3 separate regions of the Gossypium hirsutum genome follow, and all the other regions are linked to region 1. The links are chromatin contacts, called in public Hi-C maps. All regions are on one chromosome and are shown on one strand. Each heading gives the region's core, a stretch centred on a gene start, on an enhancer-like site or on the middle of the called end of the contact. The rest is flanking DNA. Distances are from core to core; before and after follow the strand shown. Region 1 holds the start of LOC107900694. Region 2 holds the start of LOC107900705 (E3 ubiquitin-protein ligase MBR1). Region 3 holds the start of LOC107900687 (upstream activation factor subunit UAF30).

What was found. A called contact is a pair of places that touch in the nucleus more often than the background predicts.
Region 2: a contact with region 1 is called in a Hi-C map of leaf, with 2.6 times the contacts expected there. The contact joins the promoter of LOC107900705 here to the promoter of LOC107900694 in region 1. A contact is called at or near these places in 2 of 34 Hi-C or Micro-C datasets (both in leaf).
Region 3: a Hi-C map of leaf shows a contact between it and region 1, with 4 times the contacts expected there. The contact joins the promoter of LOC107900687 here to the promoter of LOC107900694 in region 1. A contact is called at or near these places in 8 of 34 Hi-C or Micro-C datasets (callus, hypocotyl, leaf and 2 more).

The regions. Positions count from the first base shown.
Region 1 is chrD08:54,724,350-54,727,080 of Gossypium_hirsutum_v2.1, reverse strand. LOC107900694 reads right to left here and starts at 1,370. Exons shown (of 6, transcript XR_005916871.1): 1 at 1,054-1,370; 2 at 871-938; 3 at 579-661. LOC107900692 (AP-4 complex subunit epsilon) reads right to left here. Exons shown (of 11, transcript XM_041098415.1): 11 at 1,721-2,731. The coding sequence ends at 2,193.
Region 2 is chrD08:54,388,863-54,391,593 of Gossypium_hirsutum_v2.1, reverse strand. It overlaps LOC107900705 (E3 ubiquitin-protein ligase MBR1), which reads left to right and starts at 1,372. Exons shown (of 5, transcript XM_016826399.2): 1 at 1,372-2,631. The coding sequence starts at 1,810. LOC107900703 (rop guanine nucleotide exchange factor 14) reads left to right here. Exons shown (of 10, transcript XM_041098412.1): 7 at 1-15; 8 at 301-648; 9 at 772-984; 10 at 987-1,214. The coding sequence ends at 1,112.
Region 3 is chrD08:54,992,350-54,995,080 of Gossypium_hirsutum_v2.1, reverse strand. It overlaps LOC107900687 (upstream activation factor subunit UAF30), which reads left to right and starts at 1,378. Exons shown (of 2, transcript XM_016826370.2): 1 at 1,378-1,914; 2 at 2,496-2,731. The coding sequence starts at 1,681. The coding sequence ends at 2,621. LOC107900685 reads left to right here. Exons shown (of 7, transcript XM_016826368.2): 7 at 1-502.

The DNA of each region.
Region 1 (2,731 bases), core at 121-2,620:
CAGCTCAAGGAATGATATGACCTCCAGAATCCTAATGGTCGTATCCCTCCCCCATATTTTACCTTGATTTGTGTACACATCCAAATGATAAAACAAAATAGATCAGTTGTTTAATAAACAGATATCAATGAAATAACCAGAGAAGTAATAAAAGGGTTTATACTAAAATGTTTAGAAGAACTAAGTGGAACAACAGATAAACATAACGCAATCATCTTGGCTGCATTGTTACTCAGCGTAAGTAGTGATATGGATGCTACTTTAATTATCGCTGAAAGCTGCAATAACTTTTATTTAGAGATTGTGCTGTTTCCATCAGGATTCATACTATTCAGCTATGTAATTCCATAAATTAGTAGAGAAAACTGACCTAATTTCTGTTCCCCCTAATAATCAATTCAAAGGAAGCAACAGAGTCGAGAAAAGTTTTCATATAATATAGCAAACCACTTAACTACAAACACTTGTTAGGTGCGATTGTTGTAACTAATTTAAAGAGATAAAGGGGACAGATAATTAGAACACTAACAAACGTAATTTAAGAGTTATGAAAGCAAAGGGTAATATATACGGTATACCTCTATACTCCCATGCAAAGTGGTAATGACCTGAATATGATCCGTAGCGCCATTGGTTAAAGGCTTGGACAAAAAGGAGCTCGCTGTTAAAATCAAGAAAAAAAAACTCGTTCCAGATAGTGTTGAAATATATATTACTTTTTCCTCTTTTAGATTAATTATTTTTGAGAAGTAGGAATACTTCTATTAAGGATCGAGAGAACATAAATAATAAGAAGATATTCCTGGAAAAAGATTTGCATGCAAAAGTGAACTATTGATATGGCAACTGAAGGGGGAAAAAAGAATGAACCTGAATAAACGCTGGTAGAGACGTTCTTGCTCTGTACTTGTAAATTTTGGAAATTCTTTACTAAAATCCTTCATAATTACAATAGAGAAAACCATTTAAAAGTATGCACATTGTGATCCAGCTTTGAGAAAAACTTACAAGAGAAAAAAAAAATCTCAAGAATAAAAAGGAAAAAAAGGTGACCTAGCCTCTTTAGAACAGGTAGTGAGAAGGGAGCGAAGAGCGAGGTTGAAGGACATTTTAAAATCGGATTGTCTTCTTCTTATCATCGTAGGAGCTCCACCGCCATTTCTGCTACCCATTTCTTTTTGGATAAAATACAATACAAACAACCAAAGAACACCCAAAATTGAAGTGTGCAGAGTATGCTTCCTATTTCCCAATCAATTCAACGTTAAAATTTAGAATTTCTCCAATATCGCCTCGAGCAAGCAGTAGAGATACATTTAGGAGCCGTTCATGTACGGATATTTACAGAGTAACCTAATTTAACATTAACTTTTATAAAAAAATATATAGTTCTTTAATTTTATTAGATGATATCACTGAAAGTTTATCATTAATATATTTGAGCCAAATTTTCTCATAAAAATTATACCAGAGTTTTTATCAACGAAAAAATTAATACTAAAATTTAAATGATATAATTTGATGAAATTTGGCAAAATTACCTATAATATTAATACAAAGCAAATATGCACATGTATATATTATATATATTTAACAAACACACCAACAGGTTTGAGTGAACGATGTGATATAATACATTTAACTTATTTTTTTGTTTTCCGTTATAATATTTAATCTCACCGCCACTGATATTTTTACACTAATTATAATAAACACACCGTTCAACCAAACTCGCCCTTATTATACCACTTTGAAGCATTATTATTTGTCATCACAACAAAGACTCAACATCATACAATACAAAAACCCGTTTTCGTTTTTCGGATTGAGCCAGCCATATAAAAAAAGCCTTGCAGTTGGAACAGCCACGAAATCTCAAATTCACTACAAAGAACACCGCTGTCTTGCGCTGTTTGCCTACGACCCAAAAATGGAAAAAAGGAAATAATATTCCAAAAAAAAGAAACGAAACTCTGTACTGTCCAACAACTACAGACCCGTACCTGACTCTTAAACCCCATTCGAGGTGGCTGAATCAAATTAATACCACAATCTCTGCATATCTGTGCTAATGATACCTCAATGCTCGTATGGTTCACCTATCAACTGCCCAGTTGTTAGCTGTATGGAAGTAAAACCATAATGAAACCCCATTGCTGTAAGTCATGTCAATCCTTCCTTCCCAATATATTTCACCCGAGTATATCTTTAAACAAGTTTGGATTCTGACTCGATGGAGTAACACCTATCTGCCTAACCAGTGCATCCTTTTCCAATGAATCTTTAAGGTTGGGGCCCTTACTACTTTGAGCTACTTGCATGGTTGTAGTGCCACCAACCATATTTGTCATTGGCGGCTTTGACAAGCCAGATAAAATATCACTGTCTTTATGGTGTGCGCCAGCAGTTGTCTCTGTGTACAATCCCATTATATCAGGGGACTTCGTAACAGCAGCAGTTGAACTATGATTCACTGCTGAAGAAACTTGAGTTGTTGGCTCAAGAAGACCCTCCAGATCTTTAAATGGATCTAGTGAAGGAGCAGTACTTCTGACAGTTGGTTCTCCAAAATCAAGCAAGTCCGGAGGTTGTTGAACAGATGTCTTCTCTGAAGCAACTTCCATACTAGACTTCACCATGTGGCTGCTTGGCTTTGAACTCTTATGACCAGTAGCCGACTTCTTTTCTGTTTTTGATGGACCTCCAAACAGCGAAGCAGCCAGTTTCTGCT
Region 2 (2,731 bases), core at 123-2,622, 340 kb after region 1:
GATGCTCTTCCCAAGGTGAGCAAGCTCACTGCCTCCAGGGCAGTCGACTTTAAATATTGGACCCTTTAATAGTTTTTATGATGATATGTATTTTAGTACTAAAATGTTACTCGACATGTTTAAAAAGGAAATATAGAAATGGAATCTGGATATTTTAGTTGGAACCAGCTGACGTTAATCTACTTTAAAATCTTATGGTATCTGATAAATTTGAATGATGAGAGTAAATTCCAGGTTAAAGTTTTACAAGATGTTTGTATTGCATTTATGGCAACTGAATCTCTTTCCTTATGTTTACAGTCTGGGAAGGCAAGCCTTGGTGACGACCTGTACAAGGTTTTGACTCTGGAGTCCACCTCGGTTGATGAAATGTTCATTTCGCTAAATTTAAAGTCTGAAAACAATGCTCTCGAGGTCATTAATAGGTTGGAAGCTGCTGTATTTGCATGGAAAGGGCGACTTACAGAACAAGCTAGTGGTAAATCGCCAGTGCGAAAATCATGGTCCTTTATTAAGGATCCTATATCTGAAATGGATAAGATGGAGCTACTAGTGGACTGTGCTGAAGCACTTTTACATCAGATAAAGAGTGCATACCCAAACCTTCCTCAAACATTTCTTGATGCTTCAAAAATTCAATATGGCAAGGTAAGTAGTTGGTGTTTAAAGTGAAGCTTATTTTATTCTGCATTGTATCTTTCACTATTGAATCAATATTATGTTGTAGTATATTAATAATTGCGATGAATTACACTTTGAATTGGTGCACAGGATGTTGGACATTCCATTCTGGAAGCATATTCACGAGTCCTAAAGAACTTGGCTTTCAGCATAATGTGCAGGATGGGAGAAATTCTACAAGAAGATTGTTTGTGTAACCCAAATTCAGGGGTGGCAACATGGTGCTTTCCTGGAATAAATGTGGGAAATCCAAGGCACTCTCACTCACTCAGTGATGTTATGAGCAAAGTAGAGGGAAGTACTGCGAATCCGATACGGATGGGGAGTTGTACAGTGATGCAAGTATAAATGCAACACCAAGTACAAGTAGGAGCCGTCGAGTTTGGTGTATTGGGAAAGAGGCATGTAGTAGTATAGGAGTGTCTCCTTGATAATAAAAAAAAATCAAAAAGATGATGGAAATTTGATTTTCAACACTGCTTTTGTATATCATTGTTAAGCTTAATTAATTAATAAAAGCCATAAAAGAATCATATACTTGCTAGTACCGGAAACTTACATATGGATTCCAAATGTGTCGACTGTTAATATCAACTTATTGGGTCTGTATAGGCCCAATTAATTCATTATTGGATTGATTGGGCCCGTTTTATATTTTTAATATGGCAATAATTGAAATTTCACCGGTTTTGGTCATAGAAAGAGTAAGTGAACCGGACCTATAATGGGTGTGGAGCAGTTGTAGTGTTGGTACACTAAAGTCAGCCGTGGTCTGAGGCTGTTGCTTGTGGATCCGCATTCCACATGCGCCTGAGCAAAGCAGAGCAGAGATGGGATTTAAAATTAATAATAATAAAAAAGAAAATAAGCCCCAAGAAGAGGCAGAGGAGGCGGCATTAATCAAAAAAGGCATTTTCACCTCTAAGAAACACTGTTTTCAAGACGTAACCATCGTTGAGATCTGAAGACATGAGTTAGTAATACATCACTTTTAATCACTCCGCCCCCTAAATAATAAGGTTGGAGTGCCTTCCAAGCACAACTTCCAAATGCCAATTACGTCATCGACGCTGGTTTTCCCTTTTTTTCTTGTTGGGTTTAGGGTGAAACTTAAGTGAAACCACTCAGATGGGATCCGGTGGGAGCAAGGGTTGTTGTAGAGTAGGAGGAGGAGGAAGAGACACTGCACCTGCTGCTTCCTCGTCTAGCAGCGGTGGGCTGAGGGGAAGATCCAAGGTTAAGAATAGAGTTTTCCGGTCCTCTTGTTTGGGAGCGTTATCTAGATCTGCTTCTCCTAAACCCAACTTTGATCACCGGAAACAACCTGCGTCGGAATCGGATCTGGTGAAAAGAGAAAGTAACAGAAAGGTTGAAGGCGAAGCGGCATCTAATGAGGAAATGCAATTGCCATTGCCAACCCCATGCATATCTTCCGGTGGTAGCACCTCTGGTGCAGCTGTAACAGCTGCTCATCGCTCTCCTTCTCGCTGCCTCTCCGGCATTAGCTTCCTTCCTGGTAATTTGAGCTTCCGGTTCAGCAGAGCTAATAGCATGGGGTCCTCCGCGGAGATGTTGAACCCTGATGACGATTCTGAGACACTTGAACCTCAACAACCTCCCCGCAATTCTTGTTCTCCGATTATCTTCAATGATTCAGATGGAAGTGGAGAGACTCTCGAAAGCAACGCTCGTTTTAGCAGAGCCTTAAGTGTTGGAAGGCTTCGTGATCGTGTTCTTGGTAGAGCTCCCACATTCTGCCCTTTGCAGCAAGACATACAAATTACTCAGCAGCAATTAGCTACCTCTCCATCCACCACTGCTTCCGCTCATGCTTCCTCCGTTATTTCCCACGATGAAATTGAAACTTCTCGATCCAGAGAAGCCCGGTATCATGATTTGCTCCACCATAGATCCAATTTCCTTGAAAGGCGGAGAAGAATACGATCTCAGGTTTATAATCTTGTTGGACCCATCGCCTTATTCTCCACGCTTTTTAATTTAATTTAATGCCTGGTGGTTACTGAACGACGTTGATAGTAACTCTACTTTT
Region 3 (2,731 bases), core at 129-2,628, 270 kb before region 1:
GAAGATTATTCTAACTCAGATTCAGAGCGCAGAAGTAAACATCATCGTCGTCATTACTGAAACCATAAAGTTTCCATAATTTGCACTACAATGAGAATCTGGTCGTTTGATTCTTTTTTAGCATATACCAGAATATGACGATGATGAAGAGTAGGGTAAGTATACTATTTTGATAGCTTAGAAGCATAAGAAATGGAGTATCCTTGTCAAAATCATATGTACACGTTCATAATTTCAGTTGTTGCTATCAAAGGCATTTTTGTCTGCTAAACTTCAATTGTAGCTGGTTTTATGGCTTAGATTTCGAGTCAGCCTTGAAACTGATGAAGTTAAATGGACGCTGACCATATCTTCGGGTGTTTAGAGATTGATGAACCATCGAGTTTCTCTTTGTAAAACAGATTTATACAAAGCCTGGAGGCATTTGTTCCCCGTAGCCTTTTGGTGATATTATTGTGAGGAGCAAGAACGTTATATAGGTATATTCATCTACGTTTTGTGATCTGCGTTGCAATCCCTCAATGTAGGAAGGAGATCGTATTGTTAGTAATTTCTCTTGAAGGGAAGGGATCTATAGTTGCTTTCTCATCCCAGTAACATAGCAACATTCTTCGAATTTTAGTTCAGTATGTAATATCAATCACTCTAAGAGATGAAGGGAGGGGATCTTTAGTTTCTTTCTCATCCTAGTAACAATTGAATGAGTTTTAACTTAATTGGTATCGTGCGATCGGTATTGTGATCGGTATAACATAAATGCAAACAAAATTTTTGTTACAGTTTCTTCCTTGCATTTTGCTAAGTTGGTTCAGTGATATCATTTTGTGAGTAATTTATAAGTATCAAATCCAATCTTTTATGAGATTAGAAGTATGCTCTAACTTTGAACTCTTGCTTGTATATAGTCTCCTCTCAACTAAGCTTTTATACACCAAATGTATCTAATGTAATATGGTGAGCAGCAGTATTTTTGCCCTAGCTATTTGCATTATTCAAAGTGCTGAATGGAATAGTTATAGAGATTCGATCAGGTTAAGTTATGAATGAAAAATAAATCTTATTTTTTCAATCTTAAGACTCTAGATGTGTCAAGTGTAATAAATAACGATAAAAGTATTACAAAGATTTTTATATTAGGAATATAATTGCATTTTGTCTCTCCCACTTAAAAAATAAGCAAATTAGTCATTGTAAACTAGTTATCTTGTTAAAAATTTCATCCATTTCTACGGTTAAATGTTACATGGCATGTGTAACTGTTTGATTATTATGTTAGTTTTTAACGGTAAAAATATATTAATTTAATTTTTTTATTAATTAATTTACTTATTTTTAAAATTTAAAAACAAAAATACAATGGGACTTTTTTAGTATACTTATCGCAAACGGCTGAATCTCTCACACAAACAAAAAGACATTAGGATTTGGGTGTGAAAGTCAAAATCTAAAATTTGCTTAAGAGTGTAGGGTGCAAACATTGAAAGGCTTTCCCTAATGCTTCAGCCCAATTATTCTTTTCTATTCGATTATAAGCCCAATTAGGGTAACAACAACCACTTTACTTTTTTCTCTGTTTCCTTAAAAGGATCACAAGTTTCCTGTCTCACAGACTTAGGGTTCACTGGCCAAAAAGAAAAGAGCTTAGGGTTTTAGGAGCTGAAAACTGAGGAAGAGACAGCGATGATGGCTACATCAAGACTGTTTGGAAGGTGCGGCGGATTGTTAGAAGCGGCGAAGGCTTTCTCTGCTTCCTTCGCTTATTCGTCTTCTTCTTCTTCCAGTGGAAATGGAAGGGGGCTTATGCGGGTGATACCTGTCTCTCCACAGCTGGGCAAGTTCCTTGGAGCCTCCGAAGCTTCTCGCACCGACGCCATTAAAAGGATTTGGGACTACATCAAGCTCCACAATCTCCAGGTCCAAAACCCTTTCCTTTTTTGTCTTCCAATATTACTGTTACTTTAGCCTGCTCTCTTGTTATTGGTGGAATAATTAGAGAGAATATGTTAATCATGTTTGTTTTCATGGTAGTTTCAATCCATCTTCTCATTCACTTTGTCCTAATCCCCCCAAAAGTAAAGGATGGCTCATTTTTCTGTATTTATAAACAAGAATAAAGATTTCTGCAAGTCACGCCTGTTAGTCAAACAGAAAATATGCTGTATACCATTTATTTGTGAAGAGGGAAAACAAAGTTATAAAAGGAGCAGCATTTTGCATTTTGTTCTACAACTATTCAGTAAAAATATAAATCCAAAAGCTCCTTTGATGTTTAAGTCTATCAGAATTCACATTTTTTTTTATGTTTATTGTTCAACTCTTTGAAGTTTTCTTCTTTAATCCCACCTAAGCTAAGTGTTAATCTATGCTTTATTTTAGTCCCATTAGTATTTATATTTTAAGACTGTTGTTATGCAAGGAAGCATGTATAATCCTATCAATATTGTCTGTCTTTTCTTTGCTTGACCCTGTAATTTGCTTGCTGTGATGTTGTTCAGAACCCTGCAAACAAGAAGGAGATTATTTGTGATGAGAAGTTGAAGACGATATTCGCCGGGAAGGAGTCTGTCGGAATGTTAGAGATCAGCAAATATCTCTCCCCACATTTTCTGAAATCCAAATAATCTTTGCCTTTGCCTTAGCTTTAGCCTTTTTTTGGAACTTGAAGACCTTAAGTTGCTTTGTGATGAATCTGAAAAAATGCTGTTGTCATTAATCTTTTTCAGTACAAATG